Linked DNA regions of Sus scrofa: region 1 is linked to region 2. A link is a contact called in public Hi-C data. All regions are on one chromosome and are shown on one strand. Each heading gives the region's core, a stretch centred on a gene start, on an enhancer-like site or on the middle of the called end of the contact. The rest is flanking DNA. Distances are from core to core; before and after follow the strand shown.

The links. A called contact is a pair of places that touch in the nucleus more often than the background predicts.
Region 1: a Hi-C map of liver shows a contact between it and region 2, with 4 times the contacts expected there. The contact joins the promoter of LOC102161210 here to the enhancer-like site in region 2. A contact is called at or near these places in 1 of 5 promoter capture datasets (fetal liver) and 5 of 47 Hi-C or Micro-C datasets (fetal heart ventricle, fetal liver, heart right ventricle and 1 more).

What each region holds. Positions count from the first base shown.
Region 1 is chr2:130,023,031-130,027,507 of Sscrofa11.1, reverse strand. LOC102161210 reads right to left here and starts at 1,587. Exons shown (of 6, transcript XM_021085157.1): 1 at 1,288-1,587; 2 at 1,073-1,227; 3 at 585-912. The coding sequence starts at 1,587. MARCH3 (membrane associated ring-CH-type finger 3) reads left to right here and starts at 1,128. Exons shown (of 5, transcript NM_001244831.1): 1 at 1,128-1,345.
Region 2 is chr2:129,981,656-129,986,529 of Sscrofa11.1, reverse strand. The region is part of intron 1 of MARCH3 (membrane associated ring-CH-type finger 3); the gene reads left to right. Among named protein-coding and RNA genes, the nearest start is that of MARCH3, 42 kb to the left of the region's middle. Within about 2 kb of position 2,214, at least 14 of the 83 cell types and tissues checked have an H3K27ac peak or open chromatin away from gene starts, as enhancers often do. A contact at or near this core is called in liver, where this site is marked.

The DNA of each region.
Region 1 (4,477 bases), core at 338-2,837, 42 kb before region 2:
ATAACCCAGCCAAAGAGTTAATCCACCGACAAAAGGAGCAGCAGTGACCTGGCCGGCCATTAAGGGCAAAGCTCACAAAGCCTTCCTACGGGGCACTCAACCACGACTGACTCTGGGAGCTCAGGCTGCCCCCAGGCCCGCCACGACCAGGCTGGGGCCACTCTGAGCTAGGACTGGGAACTGACAAAGGGGAGGGAGCGAGAGAGTGCCGACTGCGGCGTTCCTTCCCGCGAAGACAGACGGTACTGGTCCCTCTGGCGGACCCCAGGGACAGCGGCGGGGAGAGCCACCGCTGCGGGAGCCAGCCCGCCGGTTCTCGTGGCCGAGCCACCTTTTCACTCTCGGGCTCTGCACAAGTGCTGGGGCGCCTTGGGTCGGGAAGGGAGCCGAGGCCCCTGGTCAGGTCCCCGCTGCCGGTGGTGTGAAGGGCAGTGATGAGAGGGCGTGTCGTCAACTTTCTGGGGGGCTGGCAGAGTTGGAGTTGTGTTTCGGAGGTAACCATCAGAACGCAATCAGAACCTTTCTGGGAGCCCAGAGCTCCCAGCTTCAGGCCCGGGCCTCCAGTCCTCTGGCCCGGGACTCACCCTCTTTGGCACCTGGTTTCCTCCGACCGCTGGACCTCCTTTGGGGCCGCCAAGTTCCGCACCTCCTGCAGGCGCCAGGGGTGGGCGGTGTCGGCCCAGTCTCGGTCCGCGTGGGGCTTGGGCTTCTCGCTCCACCGGGAGCCGACACGCGGAGACTCCGGCTGGCCCCTGGCCTCTCTCAGCCAGGGGTCTTCCGGGGCCGCCTCTTCGCTTCCAAGGCGTCGGGGGCCGGCCACAGCCGCCCCTACAGCACCAGCCTTGCGGCCCCAGCTCCTCACCCCAGCCAACTTCCCCGCCGCCGGCGCGTCTCTCCGCCAGCCTTCCGCTGCTGGCGATTGGACCGCGGCGGCGGGGCGGAGAAGGGCGCTCCTCACAGCCCGCGACACCCGCGGGCTCTGGCGCGCCACGATTGGCTGTGGACTCCGCCAGTCACGGGTTGAAGGGCGCCCCGCCCCGCGGGGCCGGCCCCGGGCTGACTCCGCCCTTACTGCTGCCCGGCCCCGCCTCCCTCGGAGCCCTGTCGCCTCAGCCCCGCTGTCCGGCTCATTCGCTGAGCGGGTCGGTGAATTGTCAGCGCGCTCCGGGCAGCTGCTGAGCCTGAGCCGGGGCTGCCGCCGAGCTTGACGTGCTCCCTCCGAGGTGCCTGCCCGAGCCAATGTGCTCCGGTTGGCTAGGGCGAGAGGTGTCGCCGGTTCGGGGCAACTTGAAATTCAGGATCCACAGCAGGGGCGTCGGTTTGCGATCGGGACTCGGCGATGAGGGTGAGTGGCCGCGCGCGAGGCGAGCGGCTCCTCTCGGCGCTGTTAGGCGAGCGGGGAGACTGGACGGGTCCTGCCGCGTGTCGATCTGTCCGTCGGAGCGTGGCGGCTGTGAAGAGGTCAGGGCTGCCGGGATTCACTCCTTGCGAGAATCCCCACACCCGAACATCTTGTTTCAGAGCGTCCCAACTCGGCCCGGGACGCGGCTGAGTGTTCGCAAGAACTTGGCGTGTTGTAATTGCCATCATTAGGTGGGGCCTGGGGACTCTTCCCCTGGCCCTCTGCGACGGCGACACGCGCGCTAGGGGCGGCCTTCGTGCCCAGCGGTGTGCGGATAGCAGTTCCTAGATGGCTTGAGGACAGGTTCCTGAAAAATCAACACGCGCAGGAGCCGGTGCGGCGAGATAACCGTGTCTGTTGTCTGATGCGTAGCCTGAGCCAGCGATCATAGGGGTCCGGGTGGGTCTTTAGGGGTGAGAGAACTTTAGTGACCAGCTAGATTCTGTACCAGGAGCTTCAGTGCTTTGCAATTATTGAAAGGAATTGACAGCACGGATATTAAACTTTGTAAAGTAATTGCTTTCTATTAGCACTTGAATCCGCATCCATTATGAGGTGCTCGGACCTCCACGTCCACCTGCAAGGTGTGTCCTAAGTACTTCGTTAGCACCCGGGGTACTTGCTGTCTATCCCAATGCCCAGAGACCCTGGGGAATCCTAGATGAGACCGTGAAAGCCACCACCAGGCTGGTGGATTGGTGTTTGTTTGAGCGCCTGTGTTTTAAGTGATGAAGTTGTGACAGAAACTGACAACAGAGGATTCAAGGTTAAACCTGACACTTTTTGTTTGTGACTCAGTGGAAGATAGATTATTATTTTCTCTCTCTCTCTCTCTCTCTCTCTCTCTCTCTCTCTCTCTCGTTGATAAGGCATAAAAGTAGCTGTTTTGTCTGAGGGCAATTACATACATATAGTTTATGTTATGTGTGGACCAAATAGAATTGAATCCAATATTTTCTTGTAATACTTATTTGACATGAATAAGGGCTTATTGGGAGTACTAGGTAGAGACTTGATGACAGAATTGGGCAATATTTTGATCTTTGAAAATGTATAAAACACTGAGCTATATAGCTATCCATATATTCGTAGATGTGCCTACATATGTGTGTACTTCTGTGTGTATATAAAATTGATAAGCAAATCAAGGAGAAATATGGAGGAGGAAACAGCCTTGAACTTCCTCTGAGTAGAGAGATAGACCCTCTGATCCGTGGGGTGTATGATGAGTGTGTGTGTAAGCATGTCTGGATCTGCCTAGTCTGTCTGGGTCAGTGTATGTCCATGAACTTTACGAGCATTCGGTTCAATAGCATTGCTTGCAGATTCCCAGTCCCTGTTTTACAGCCTAGTAGCCACCAGCTGGTCCATCTGTTAAAACATAACATACACACTTCAGTGGGAGCACTAGGGTGGAACGTGGGTAGGGGGCAACCCGTAGTAGAAACACGCTACAAACAAAGCCTACCCCTCAAGTCCATTTTCATTCAGTCTGAATATGTGATTTTTGGTGAGGGAGAAAAGGAGTGTTTGACTCCACAGAAATGGCAAATTATATTTTGTGAAATAATTATAGGCATGGTTTGGGAAGAGGTGAGTAGATAGGAGGGAAAAAAATCTCTCTAGAAAAGAAATGTGGTGCTTGTCACATAACCATGCAACACTGGTTTACTGCTTTGCAGTAGCATGTATATCAAAAACTGTTTTCTTTTGCTTCTTAAAAGAATGCATTAAAACTGAACTGTTTCCCCCCCCAAAAATCTCAATAGAAGTAAACAGAGCTTTATTACAGAGGCTATTTAATCTACTAGCATTAAGACTGCCTTAGTAATTCTAATGAAACATGTTTTTAGGAATTTATAACTTAGATATAAATTCATATTCAGCCTAAGCACTAGCTGCAGTGGTTTACAATTTATAGTTTAAAAAACAATAAAAAGCCTTTATCACAAAACTTCTGATGACTAAAAGGGTATGGGAGAAATATAACAGCTTATTAAGTTCCTATAGGCAAGTGACTGATTCTTAAACTATAAATTCCTTTAATAGTATAATTATTTTGGTGACAAAATAAAGGCCATATTTTTAAGAAGCATAGTTGATATTTTTTCTAATAATTTTATGCTCATAATTACATTTTAATAATTATGTTTATTGTATGTGGGTACAATAAACTGGGATGGTTCTTAAGAACACATCATAAGAAATACTGTTTTCATTTTTATGCTACTTAAACATTTGGGAGAAAATATTCTAATCCCTTATCTGCATCTTTACATTTCTGATGAACTATGTAGACAAAATAATTCTCCTGCCTTGATACCACCTGTGTCAACTGGGTTGCTCCCTAAAAATTCAGTTCATGGGCTGGACTCATATCTCCAAAATTAGATTTGGGAGTCTTGAGGTAGGGCTTGGGAATCTGCATCTTTAACAAGCACCCAGGTGATTCTGATGTCAGCAATCCCCTCACCATAGTTTGAGAAACACACAAATAGCATTTATGATATAAAAGAACAATTATAGTCTGTGGGTTGATTCAACAAATAACTGTTCCAGAATTTCCAGGTGGCATTTACTAGCCTTGTGAAATTTATAGGTAATGTTTTAACTCTCTGTCCTCAACAATGGCACCTTTTGTCCTGTGTTCAGAAGTGGTTTTGGAATCCTGAGATATCCCTATTGCAGGTGAGCACCAATTCTAAAAAAAATTGTTGGGGGAAGCAAGGTAAATTAAGACCCCAACTCAGCCTTACCTATGCCTTATTCCAAATCCAGTGGATTCCTGGAGTGCTCTGGGGAGACTATGCCAGTCTTAACTCACATTGTCCGGCATTTCTCTCTGGAAGGTAGAAGAAGCCCAATCCCTGAGATACACTGTTTTGTTTTGGTTTTTTTGGCCCCGCTTCTGGCATGTGGAAGTTCCTGGGCCAGGTAATCGAACCCACACCAAAGCAGCAACCCAAGCTGCTGCAGTGACAGTGGCGGATCCTTAACCTGCTGTGTCATAGGCAAACTCTAAGAGAGCCGCCTGTGACTCATTAAAATTCTTCTAAGCTTGGAACCTGAACCTCA
Region 2 (4,874 bases), core at 965-3,464:
TTCTTATTTTAATTTTTAAGCTTTCTTATTTTAATTTTTCAAATCACAAACAAAGCTCTTTGAAGGACTTATTTTCACGTCTATAATTCAAAGAATGCTTTGTTCAAAGTAGACACACAAAAAAATTAAATACGCTTAAGTTTTCAAAAAATTCTTCAGCTTTGTATAATAATGTTATTTCATTTGGTACTTTAAAGATTTCAAATGCTTTAATTCTTCTTCTTTTTTTTTTTTAATCTTTTTTTAGGGCCCCAAGCTAAGGGTCCAACTGGAGCTGGAGCTGCTGGTTCACACCACAGCCACAGCAATACAGGATCTGAGCCACATCTGTGACACACCACAGCTCACGGCAACGCCGGATCCTTAACCCACTGAGTGAGGCCGGGGATCGAACCTGTATCCTCATGGATGCTGGTCAGATTTGTTTCCACTGAGCCACAAGGAGAACTCCCACAAATGCTTTAATTTCTGATATTTCACTCACTGCTCACAAATGATGCTGCTTGTAGGGTAGGGAGGTTGCAGGCATTTTTAGTCTTATTTGCAAGTAGGGCACTTGGGCTCTGTCTAAAGTGGTAAATAATTAGCCGAGGTCATGTACCTTACAGTTTAGTTTCTGAGTCTACTTGATTCAGGTCTTCTGACTCCTAATTCTGTGCACTTTCTTATGTATATTTAGAGTATGCTCTACATATCCTTGGGGAACGTTAGACAGTGAGCATATTTCTATAAATCTTTGTACCATTAGATATGCTTGCAATGGACTTACACTCGGGGCATGTTCTGTGAATGAGCTAAACAATCTCTTTCTTTTGTAAAAAGATAAGTTTTCTCAGTCAGTCCACCTCACTGGTCCTCACGTGTTCTGTACCCACAGACCAAAGAGAGTCATGCTCCCAAGGTCAGGCTTTCTCCTGACAAAGGCATGTTTAAGAGTCAAAAACCACTGTGTATTTTCAGGAGTTCCCATCGTGGCTCAGTGGAAATGAATCTGACTAGCATCCATGAGGACGCAGGTTCAAGCCCTGGCCTTGCTCAGTGGGTTGAGGATCTGTTGGCTATGGCTATGGCTATGGCTGTGGTAGGCCAGCAGCCGCAGCTCCAATTTGACCCCTAATCTGGGAACTTCCATATGCTGCGAGTGTGGCCCTAAAAAGACAAAACAAAACAAAAACAAACAAAAAACAAAAAAAAAAACCAGTGTGTATTTTCAGAACCAGAGCCTCCCCTCCAAAACCAAAAATTTATCCATACAAAAAGAAAATGCTCTGGTATTAACACAAAAACATCCAGTTACACCTATCACATAATTTACTAAGAGCAAAAAGAGCTACAACCCCTTTCCTCCCAAACCTTCCAAGACGCAGCTTTTCAAAAATAAAGTTCTGGTTTATTCAAATAACTAGATTAAAAGTAACAATGCCTTGTTTAAAAAATGCATCATTTCAAGTATAGGCTTGCTGTCGCAAGTAAGTATTTTCTTTCTTCTCTTTTCTTTTTTTTTAGACATAACCATGTGTTGCAATTTAGTGTAAAACAAATATGACAAAAGCCAAGAGTGGCTCCAGAAAGCAAAGACCCATCATCCAGGGTCATTGACATTGTTCTGAATTAACTTGCTCCTGCCACCGCAAAACTTTCTCCCATTCCCCTGGGGGTGAAGAGGGGAGCCGTTTTCTTGCCAAACACTCCCTACACCTTTGGTTTCCCAATTTTTCTTCAGGGCTGCCTCTGAGACCTCCCTCCCACCCTCCCAGCGCCCCCCTCTCCACCGGACTCACCTACATATTGTCCGGGTGCCTCACTAGCCTTTATTGTAAATTATGGATTATTCAGGTCAGTTTCAGGCCAGGTCTCATATTGTTCCACTTAGTTTGCCAGAGGTTTAACGGATTAAACAATCCTGCAAGTATTTCCTGTTATCACTCCTCTTCTTTCAGTGCTTAGGAGCATCCTTTGGGCCTGGGGCTCATAACCTTGGGTCTGTGACTTAGTCTGCAAGGACCTATGAATCCCCAGAAGTGAAGGGGGAATAATATGAGCATAAGTGCACTTTCCTGAGTAGCAATTCTAAAGTTTTCCTCAGATTTTAAAAGGGACCTATGACCCAAGAATATTTAAGAAGCACAACTGGCTCTGAGAGACTCCAGCTCCTTCTGTTTTTACTTGAGGCCTGGGCTGGGCTCTGGCCTTGATCCCGCAGGCCCTGGAGCAGCCGCCTGTTTCCCATCTGGTTCCCTGGTCTTCTGGGCTTTGCCTCCTGCACTTTTTCTCCAGTGTGCTGCCCCTTGGCTGGACCTAACCTCTGCTTGGCTTTTCTAACTCCTTTGCACATCCCCCGTCCTGGCGTAGAAGGTATTTCTATCCTGCTTATTTCCCGAACACCTTGACTCCAGTTTGGATTATCCCAGAGTTTCTTTTCTGAATAAAGAGAATCACTAAGAGTTTTCCTCAACCCTCTTCCCCCTCCTCAGTTCACCTGGCCCATCCCAGACCCACTGCCCTCTTTAAGGGTTGACACATTCCCTTCTCAGGAAATCACATTTAAAGGCCTAACAGCATCCCAGTTCCCTGAGAAATCCTGGCTTTGCCTTCCCTCTCATCCCCCTAAAATTACAAGATCCCACACTCACAGTGTATAATATCCCCTCACCCCCAGGCCCCTCTAGGGTCAGCTGCAGTTTACAAGCAGGCTTTACCTGGCTTCAGCCTCACATTAATAAGTCTCTCTCTCTCTCTCAGTCTTATGGTAGCAGTTTCCACATTTTCTGGTTAATTTTTTGATGTTCAGAATTGAAAAAAAAAAAAATAGCCACCACTGATAAAATATGAAAAACAGGAAGGAAGCTGGCCAGAGATAAAAGACAAGAAAAAGATAAAGGAACATAGGCTTCCAGTGCTTTCCTTGGGTTGGGAGTCTTTGCTTTGGTGTGGGCCTCTTTTAAGAGACCCCTTAGCATCCTGTGCTCCTTCTGATTGGCTGCCCCATGAAGGGTTTGGGATGGGGTGAGGGCACAGATGGAAAGGAAGCTGAGGGATCTGGCTTCTCGGCCACAGGAGCCTTGGTAGACTGACCGCAGCATCATAAGTCACATTGGCAGCGAGGGAGGATTTGGGGCCCAGAGTAAACTGTTCAAGTCCAAAGTTAGCTCCCTGCGGGGTCTGCATTCTGAGTCTGCCGCCACTTCCGATCGCCTTTGCCGACAGCCAAATGGGAGAATCCAAGCCCTGCCCTATTTAGATCCCTGCCCTCTCTCAGTCGGAGTTCCGAGCTGCCCCTTTGCTGCTTGTGATACTCGATCCTGAGCCAAGGAAGTGACCGGCCTGTGGCCTCAGAGACTCACAGGAAAGCCTGGTCGTGGGCAGAGGGCTAGTTCCTGTCCCCAGAGAGGGACGGGGGCAGCACAGCCCTGCCAGATCACTTGCTCTCCCTTCCCTGCCACCCTGAGGCCAGCTTTTCAGAAGGGATCCCCTGTCCCTTCACGGCTGAAAAATAAGCAGATCTCATGGGAAGCCAGAGTCACCTCCCCTTTGGGGCAAGCAGGAGTCACTGGGCGGTATAGGTGTCATCCAGCTATGCGGTTCCTCCACATGTCTCTTAATCCAGTGCCCGTCTTGCAGAGGGAAGATAATGAAGGTGTGCGCAGCCAACGCCACAAGAAGGCTTTGTCACTGCTAAGAGTTGTTAAGGAGAACTTGCCAAGTACTTTAGAGCCCATTCCTACCAGGTATCTCAGTGTCATCTATATAAAAAGCCTATGGACTCACAGACATTGAAAAACTTATGGTCTCCGGAGGAGACAGTTTGAGGGACGGGGGGGTGTGCTTGGGTTGTGGGATGGAAATCCTGTGAAACTGGATTGTTGTGATCATTATACAACTACAGAGGTGATCAAAAATTCATTTGAGTAATAAAAAATAAATTTAAAATGATAATAATAATAATAATAAAGAGCCTGTGGGAGGAGAAAACATGATGATTTAGTGTTCAGTTGGCTGTGTGACTAGGGTGGCAAGAACACCCTGAACCATGTGGGTACCGTCCAAGTTTCCTCCTGTCACGGAGCAGGTTGTGTTCTCCTGCCTTCTAAGCCACTGTCCCTCCACACACCGCGCTGGCTGCATGCCCCCACTCCTTCCTGACATGTGAGAAACAAGCAGCACAAAATGTGGGGACCCAGTTGTGTACCTGTATCAGGATGCGTGCAGGGGACATGGTGCCCTCAACCTGCTGAGTCACCAAAGGAGTCACCCTGATTGTGGGGCCTTGAGGGAAAACAAACAAAATGACCCTTGGATGCCACTCAGCCATATGAGCCGTGTGACAAGGACAATGCAGAACCAAGGCATACATAACACCGACCCTGCCCCCGACTCCTGAGCACCTCCTGTGTGCCAGGCACTTTGTGCTTCATCTGATTTCATTCATATTCAGAACAGTTCCATGAAGCAGGTATATCCAGCCCATGTTAAGGTGATAAAATCAAGAGTAGAGAGTTGCCCATCCCCAAGTAGCTCAGCTAGCCTGTAGTAGACCAAGGCCAAGGTCTTCTGACATGCGAGCCCTTGCTGGTCCTACTAGCGCCACGCTGTCATGACAGTCTGCAGGGGAGAGTCATCTCGGCAATTTGAAAATGAGTAACCTCTCCAGGTAGGACCCAGGCTGCCGAGGGAAGCGCTGCCAAGCCCTCCGCCTCCTCTCCAGCTCTGTGAGGACAGCCTGCCTCACTGTCATCCCTGGCCCAGCACAGTCCAAGCAAAACGACCAGCTCCTCTGCTCTTCTTTCCCCATCTCTTCCCTCAAGACAAAGCCATTCAGACCATCATTTAAAAGCCCACAAACCAAAAATGCTGGAGAGAGGGTGTGGAGCAAA